Linked DNA regions of Triticum aestivum: region 1 is linked to region 2. Evidence: chromatin contacts called from public Hi-C data. All regions are on one chromosome and are shown on one strand. Each heading gives the region's core, a stretch centred on a gene start, on an enhancer-like site or on the middle of the called end of the contact. The rest is flanking DNA. Distances are from core to core; before and after follow the strand shown.

Region 1 (3,284 bases), core at 387-2,886, 260 kb before region 2:
TCACTAACCGCAAATTTGGTTTACTCCTTCGCAGCAGTGAAGACGATTTGCAGCACGCACGCATGTAGCCACATGATTTCGCCAAGATTTACGAACTTGTTTTACAATTAGAGCTTAATTATTTCCTGCATGTAGCTTTTGGTACACTCTTTGGCAGAGATTGCATGCCACATCCACAAGTGCCGGAGCTACCCAAAATTGGTTGGGCGGGCCAAAGGTGGACGGAGCTAAAGAAAGCACATATTTTTTCTCTCAAAAGGCCCACTTTACCTATACTCTTCATTGTTTTTTCAATGGGTTGGGCGGGCCACGGCCCATCTGGCTTTGTTGTAGCTCCGCCGGTGCCATCCACCCCGTCTCCCATATTTTTCTTTTTGACTTCTATATTTCATTTTGCATATTTGTGTTTCTTTGACGTGGGCTTTGAAACAAGCTCACTTTTAAATATGTTTTCACAATTTTTTAAAACTTCATCGAGTTTCAACTACTAAAGTTTCGAAGCTTTCATCAGTCAGGTGTAGAACAACGCTAACTATGTGAACTTTGGTAAATCTTCATCAAGTCTCTCTATGGTTGCATCCTTCAACACCACTCATTACCTTCATGTCATATCTTCCTTCCACTTGATTAATCGTTTCTCTTGTTTTCGAATTGCATGTTAGGCAACCTCATTAGTGCTTTATAACTACCATCATTAAAATTAGAGTAGAAGTTTCTAGTATATCCATTCACCCCACTCTAAACCATTACCACAACCCCCTCACACCAGCTCCCACCACAAATTTGGAGGTAGTTAACAGTGGTGTGAGCCGAGCAGGGAAGGACATGTCTGAGGCCATCATGGAGCAGCGGCGACTGGTTATGTAGGACCTTGGTGTGAAAGAGTTATTCCCTCCGCCACTTAATATCGAGCGTTGCTCTATATTATGGGGCGGAGGGAGTATTTCGCAACGAGGGCACACAAGAGAGCGACAGTGGAAATTTTCTATGGGAAAGAGAGAGGGTCATTGGTTGATGTCCAGGAGTATAGATAAATCATGTTCTTTTAATCATTTGGAGTCTGGTAAACTTTGTGAGAAAAAAAATGTAAATATTCTACCAAAACTTGTTTCAAATAGGGTAATTTTTTGCGAAGATGCCAAAATACCCTAAACCTAGACCGTATATTGTGTCAAGATAAACACCATAAAAGTTGTTTTTAAGATAAAATTATGTTTTTCTTACTACGGATGCAGACGGCCATACATACACACATACACTCATCCCTATGAACGCACGCATACACACCCTACCCTTATGAACATCTCCAAGAAACTGAGCCAGCACATTATCTTGAGAGTAAAATGCGGGCAACAATGTAAGTCTGGGACTTTGAACTCCGGTGGACAGGGGATATCAGAGTCCTCCTAACTATCCAACCACATGATGGTCGCGCCGTAGAACATTGTTGATGTGATCTTTTGTATAAGTCAGTTTTCTCCTATTTCATGTTTTTATAAGGCTATCTTTTAGGACTTTATTTTAAAGCATTTTTTAGCGAAAATTATTTACTTTGAAGTTTTTTTAGGGGATTTATTTCTCTTTTTTTAGGCATAATATCGGGCCTCCGATCCGAACTGCAAATGTGTGGCAGCACTCGGGCAGCCTAGGCTCGGGCCCATCAAAATAAGCATCGCCACCTACGGCCCATTCAGCGCCGCCGGTCTCTCGTTTTCCCCATCCCTTGAGACGGCGCCTCCTTTGCCGGAGCACTCAGTACAGTAGACCACGGTCACGGACAGCGGCGACCTCCTTCACAGCGTCGCTTTGCCGCCGGCCGTAGAAACCCTGCACCGCCGCCGTTTGGTTTCGGTTCGTCTCTCTACCTTCCGTATTATTCGTCGGTCATGGTTTAGCCGTCGGCTTAACCATAGCGCATCTTCCCCCATGCTTCTGATTCTCCAACGCCTCAGAAACAGAATTGAATCGGGCTCTGTTGATGGGCAGCTTGCGCGCTCCGCCTCAGCTCGCCGGCGGTACCAGCCTTGGTCGCGGTTACCGGCCCTGTCTTGCCTCCTCCGGGGTCCCCAAATCCAAAGGTGCGAGCTTTTGACTTGCGTATTCTGTTGTTGTAGCCTTTGTTTCCTAATAAAGCTTGTTGGATAAGATTCTCGGAATTGTGATATGCCTACTTGGTGGTTTCAGTGCTGAGTGTTAGCTGCCCGATGAAGTCCTATAGGCTGTCCGATCTCAGCGATGCCGAGGTTAGCGGCCTCAAGGCGCGCCCTCGCATTGACTTCACCTCCATTTTCAGCACGGTAAGATAATAGTGATATTATTCATGGTCATGGAGTTGAAATTTTGCCCTAGCCTGACATCCATAGGATTTGGATTTGTGGATTTGTGGGATTAGGTGAATCCGATTGTTGAAGATGTGCGCGTCAGAGGTGATGCTGCGGTTAAGGAGTAAGTGTTGTGTACTATTTGATCGTTCATCGCTCTGTTCATGGCCTATTGCAGAGTTTTTCTTACTTTGCTGTACATGGTCTATTCAGTTATACAGAAAAGTTTGACAAGGTCACTCTCGATAATGCCGTTGTGCGTGTTAGCGATCTCCCAGATGCAGAGGTACTCATCTTGTGATGTGCATCTAAATTATGTTGTTTGTCTTGTTAATTTAACCAAAGTCACAAGCAGATAAATTTCAGGCTTTTTCTCTCCACGCACCATATTGATACATGGCTTGTTTGATTACTTATTTCTTCAGTTGCAGCTCCCCATTCTAGGCTTTATCTACTTGCATTCAGATGCTTTCAACCCTTAGAAATAAGTACACCTGATGTTAGTATATTTTGTGTCTAGATTCAGATGGTCCTCAAATAGTATTTTTATCTGCTAGATGATTTTGGCTGTCTCACCTTCATCAAATTTGTAGCTTGATCCAGCTGTTAAGGAAGCCTTTGATGTGGCGTATGACAACATTTATGCCTTCCATGTTTCACAAAAGTCGCCAGAAAAGACAGTTGAGAATATGAAAGTAAGAGAATGCTTTGATGCCCCCATTTACGCTTTGGCCTTTCTATATGCTTGTGCTTATTTATTTGTGTATTCCCGAATGTATGAAGGGCGTGAGATGTAAAAGGATAACAAGATGCATTGGTTCTGTCGGGCTGTATGTTCCAGGGGGCACTGCAGTCTTGCCTTCAACTGCATTGATGCTTGCTGTGGTATGCTCATGTTTATTCAAGTCCTCTAAACTAAGTTACATGCAGTTATTCGTTGTTTTGAATTTCTCATGTCGATTC
Region 2 (3,209 bases), core at 129-2,628:
TGTTCGATTTTCGTTATTCTGCTAGAGTTGCTCTCAGCTGGAACGCATGTTTCGTGTCCTTATACCTCTTTTCTTCACTAAATTAAAATATGCCTGATGTAGTGACCGAGAAGCAAATCAATAAAGAAGACTCTAAAAAGGGAAATCAATAAAATGTAGTAAGTAAGGAAATTAAAAAAACATTACAAGAAAACTAATGAAATCAAAAAAGCTCACAAACAATTTAAAACAATTCCCTTGTGTTCCCCTGTTTTCCTTTAAAAATATCAATGTATTTTGTTTCTATTAAAGAACAAGTCCAATCCAATCCTCAAATACCACTCATCCAATTCTCATTTGATTGCACGCACCAAATGATCCTCCCATTTATTTCTTTGTGTACTCCAACCCACTCTCTAAATCTCGCTCCCCCACTAGTTCTGGCACAACATCTACACAACAGAATTTGATACAAAACAATAATTCACATAATCAAAATATTCATACGCAATGCTCACCTCAATCTCTCTCCACCTTTGTATCTCGCTATTCCTCTCTCGGACTCTGTTCCTCCCACTGACTAGTGTTATAATCTTCCTCCCTGGCGTTTCCCATCTCTCCGACACCACCATCTTCCTCAACCTCCTCGACTCCCTCCTGTCTCTCGGGTGCCACCATCTTCCTCGACCTCCTCACTGCAGACTCACACCTCCTTTGCAGGTCGGACATGGCTCTAAGTGGCAGAATACGCGGCTCCGAGGAGGACACGGTCGCTGGACCTGCTCTAACAAGTATCTTCAGTTTTTCATTTTGTGTGCAAAGTGTGTGAGATTGGTGCCACGTCGTTTTCACACAATTTTGACTAAATCAATTCCGTACCTAATGTAAAGTTTGAATCAGGTTGCAATTGCTGAATTAAGAGGTCCACTGGCATTAACATAAGTGGTCAAATCTAAACTTTGGCCCATAACAAAAAGTATTATCATCGACCATGTGCTACATGAACGGCTTGGGATCCTTCATTCTCTAAGACTACAAACACACAACGTCTCCTAAATTGTACGTTTCCGGCACAGAAACGCCAAACTGGTTTGAAGCTCAGTGTGGTTTACAGGTATATACAAGTCGAAACACTACATAATTCTACACCGGAGCAAACGTATGCACAAACGTGGGGGTCTTGGATAAAACGTGGGGTATGCATGAATTATAAATGTTTTGTCCTATTTCCTGGAAGCAGGGCCAGGGCAGATGCATTGTCACGGCCTCGCGGGGGGCCATCACCCATGAGTGGATTGAATCATTCGAATAAACAAAGGACCGGAGACCCACACCAAACAAAGGGCTGCCTATAAATATGCCCTTCTACATCCCATTCTCCTCTCAGCTTCTCGCTTTTGAAGCTGCTCCATCAACCAGTTTCAGTTTTCTCGTTAGTCACTCTACCAGCAATAGCAACAGAGGAGGAAGAGCTAATTGGTGCGGTCGGTTAGTCATGGCTGTCGTGAATTTTGTCAAGCCGCACATTGGGCAGAGCCCAAAGCTACAGGGGCGTACTCCGAGGAGGGGCAGCGGCGTGGTCAGGAGCTCGCTGCAGGGCGCCGTCGTCGGGAACAGGGCGGAGTGGCTGACCAGCTGCGCGGTGCTCTCCAGCAAGGTGGCCGCGCTCGCCCCCCACTCCACCAACGGACACCTCGCGCTGGCGGTGGCGGCTTCGAACGGGGCGGTGCTGGACTTGGTCCCTGTGAAGACTGTTGATGGCAGCGCACGCAGCCTGCCGGCGCCCCTGCGGATCGCGGACCTGTCCCCGGCGCCCATGCACGGCTCGGAGCTGCGCGTGGCGTACCAGGGCGTGCCTGGGGCGTACAGCGAGAAGGCGTCCGCAAAAGCCTACCCGGGCTCCGACGCCATCCCGTGCGACCAGTTCGAGGTGGCTTTCCAGGCCGTGGAGAACTGGGTCGCGGACCGCGCCGTGCTCCCCGTGGAGAACTCGCTCGGCGGCAGCATCCACCGCAACTACGACCTCCTGCTCCGCCACCGCCTGCACATCGTCGGCGAGGTGCAGCTCCCCGTGCACCACTGCCTCCTCGCGCTCCCGGGCGTGCGCAGGGAGGACATCACCCGCGTCATCAGCCACCCGCAGGCGCTGGCGCAGTGCGAGCACACGCTCACCCGCATGCCCGGCCTCAACGCTGCCCGCGAGGCCTTCGACGACACGGCCGGCGCCGCCGAGTACGTGGCCGCCAACGGCCTCCGCGACACGGCTGCCATCGCGTCCTCCCGCGCCGCCGAGCTGTACGGCATGGAGGTGCTCGCCGACGGCATCCAGGACGACTCCGGCAACGTCACGCGGTTCGTGATGCTGGCCCGGGAGCCCATCGTGCCGCGCATGGACCGCCCCTTCAAGACCAGCATCGTGTTCGCGCACGACAAGGAGGGCACCTCCGTGCTCTTCAAGGTGCTATCCGCCTTCGCCTTCCGTGACATCAGCCTCACCAAGATCGAGAGCCGGCCGCACCGGCCCATCCGCCTTGCCGACAGCAGCACCGCCCCGAAGCAGTTCGAGTACATGTTCTACGTGGACTTCCAGGCCTCCCTCGCCGACCCGCGCGTGCAGAATGCACTCGCTGAGGTGCAGGAGTTCACGTCATTCTTGCGGGTGCTCGGGAGCTACCCCATGGACATGACACCTATGGCTGCCGGCGTTGCCTCATCTGAATCCTCGTCGGCTTATTCGTCTTCTTGAATGGATTCGATAGAGTTAATTAAGATCTCCATCGAGTAATTAATCGTGTTCTTCATTTTCTTGTCACAGTACGTGTAATAGTGCCAGTTGAGCTGATTAGACCTCAGTAAATATACTTGTGACTTGCGAGATAGATGAACCCCTGTCCTTCGCTGAGTAAAATACGATCCACAGGGAGAATTATATCCATACACCTATGAAATGCTAGTACAAGATGACATACGATCCATTGGGACTGTCCTAATGCTTATACAAAATTAAACAATAAACTGAGAGGTGGATGCCAAATTAATTAACAGCACTCCACACTATAAAACAGCACTTGTATGGATCTCATCTACTGCCGATCAGGAGACAAACTTATACGCATTTTGATTCACGACATAAGTATTTTTTGTGTGACAAAACTATAATTTCGTAATCAGAACTGACATTTCAGTTTCTCGGTCAACCTCCAAAACCATCTGATCTGATTGGAGATCTG

The links. Hi-C and Micro-C count contacts between places; a contact is called where the count stands out from the background.
Region 1: a Hi-C map of leaf shows a contact between it and region 2, with 6 times the contacts expected there. The contact joins the promoter of LOC123053221 here to the promoter of LOC123049358 in region 2. A contact is called at or near these places in 2 of 5 Hi-C or Micro-C datasets (both in leaf) and 1 of 1 datasets of contacts at active chromatin or transcription factors (leaf).

Annotation. Positions count from the first base shown.
Region 1 is chr2D:374,674,796-374,678,079 of IWGSC CS RefSeq v2.1, reverse strand. LOC123053221 (histidinol dehydrogenase, chloroplastic) reads left to right here and starts at 1,636. Exons shown (of 15, transcript XM_044476663.1): 1 at 1,636-1,851; 2 at 1,987-2,078; 3 at 2,185-2,297; 4 at 2,393-2,445; 5 at 2,535-2,607; 6 at 2,915-3,016; 7 at 3,105-3,206. The coding sequence starts at 2,205.
Region 2 is chr2D:374,416,346-374,419,554 of IWGSC CS RefSeq v2.1, reverse strand. LOC123049358 (arogenate dehydratase 1) reads left to right here and starts at 1,378. Exons shown (of 1, transcript XM_044472284.1): 1 at 1,378-2,860. The coding sequence starts at 1,475. The coding sequence ends at 2,725.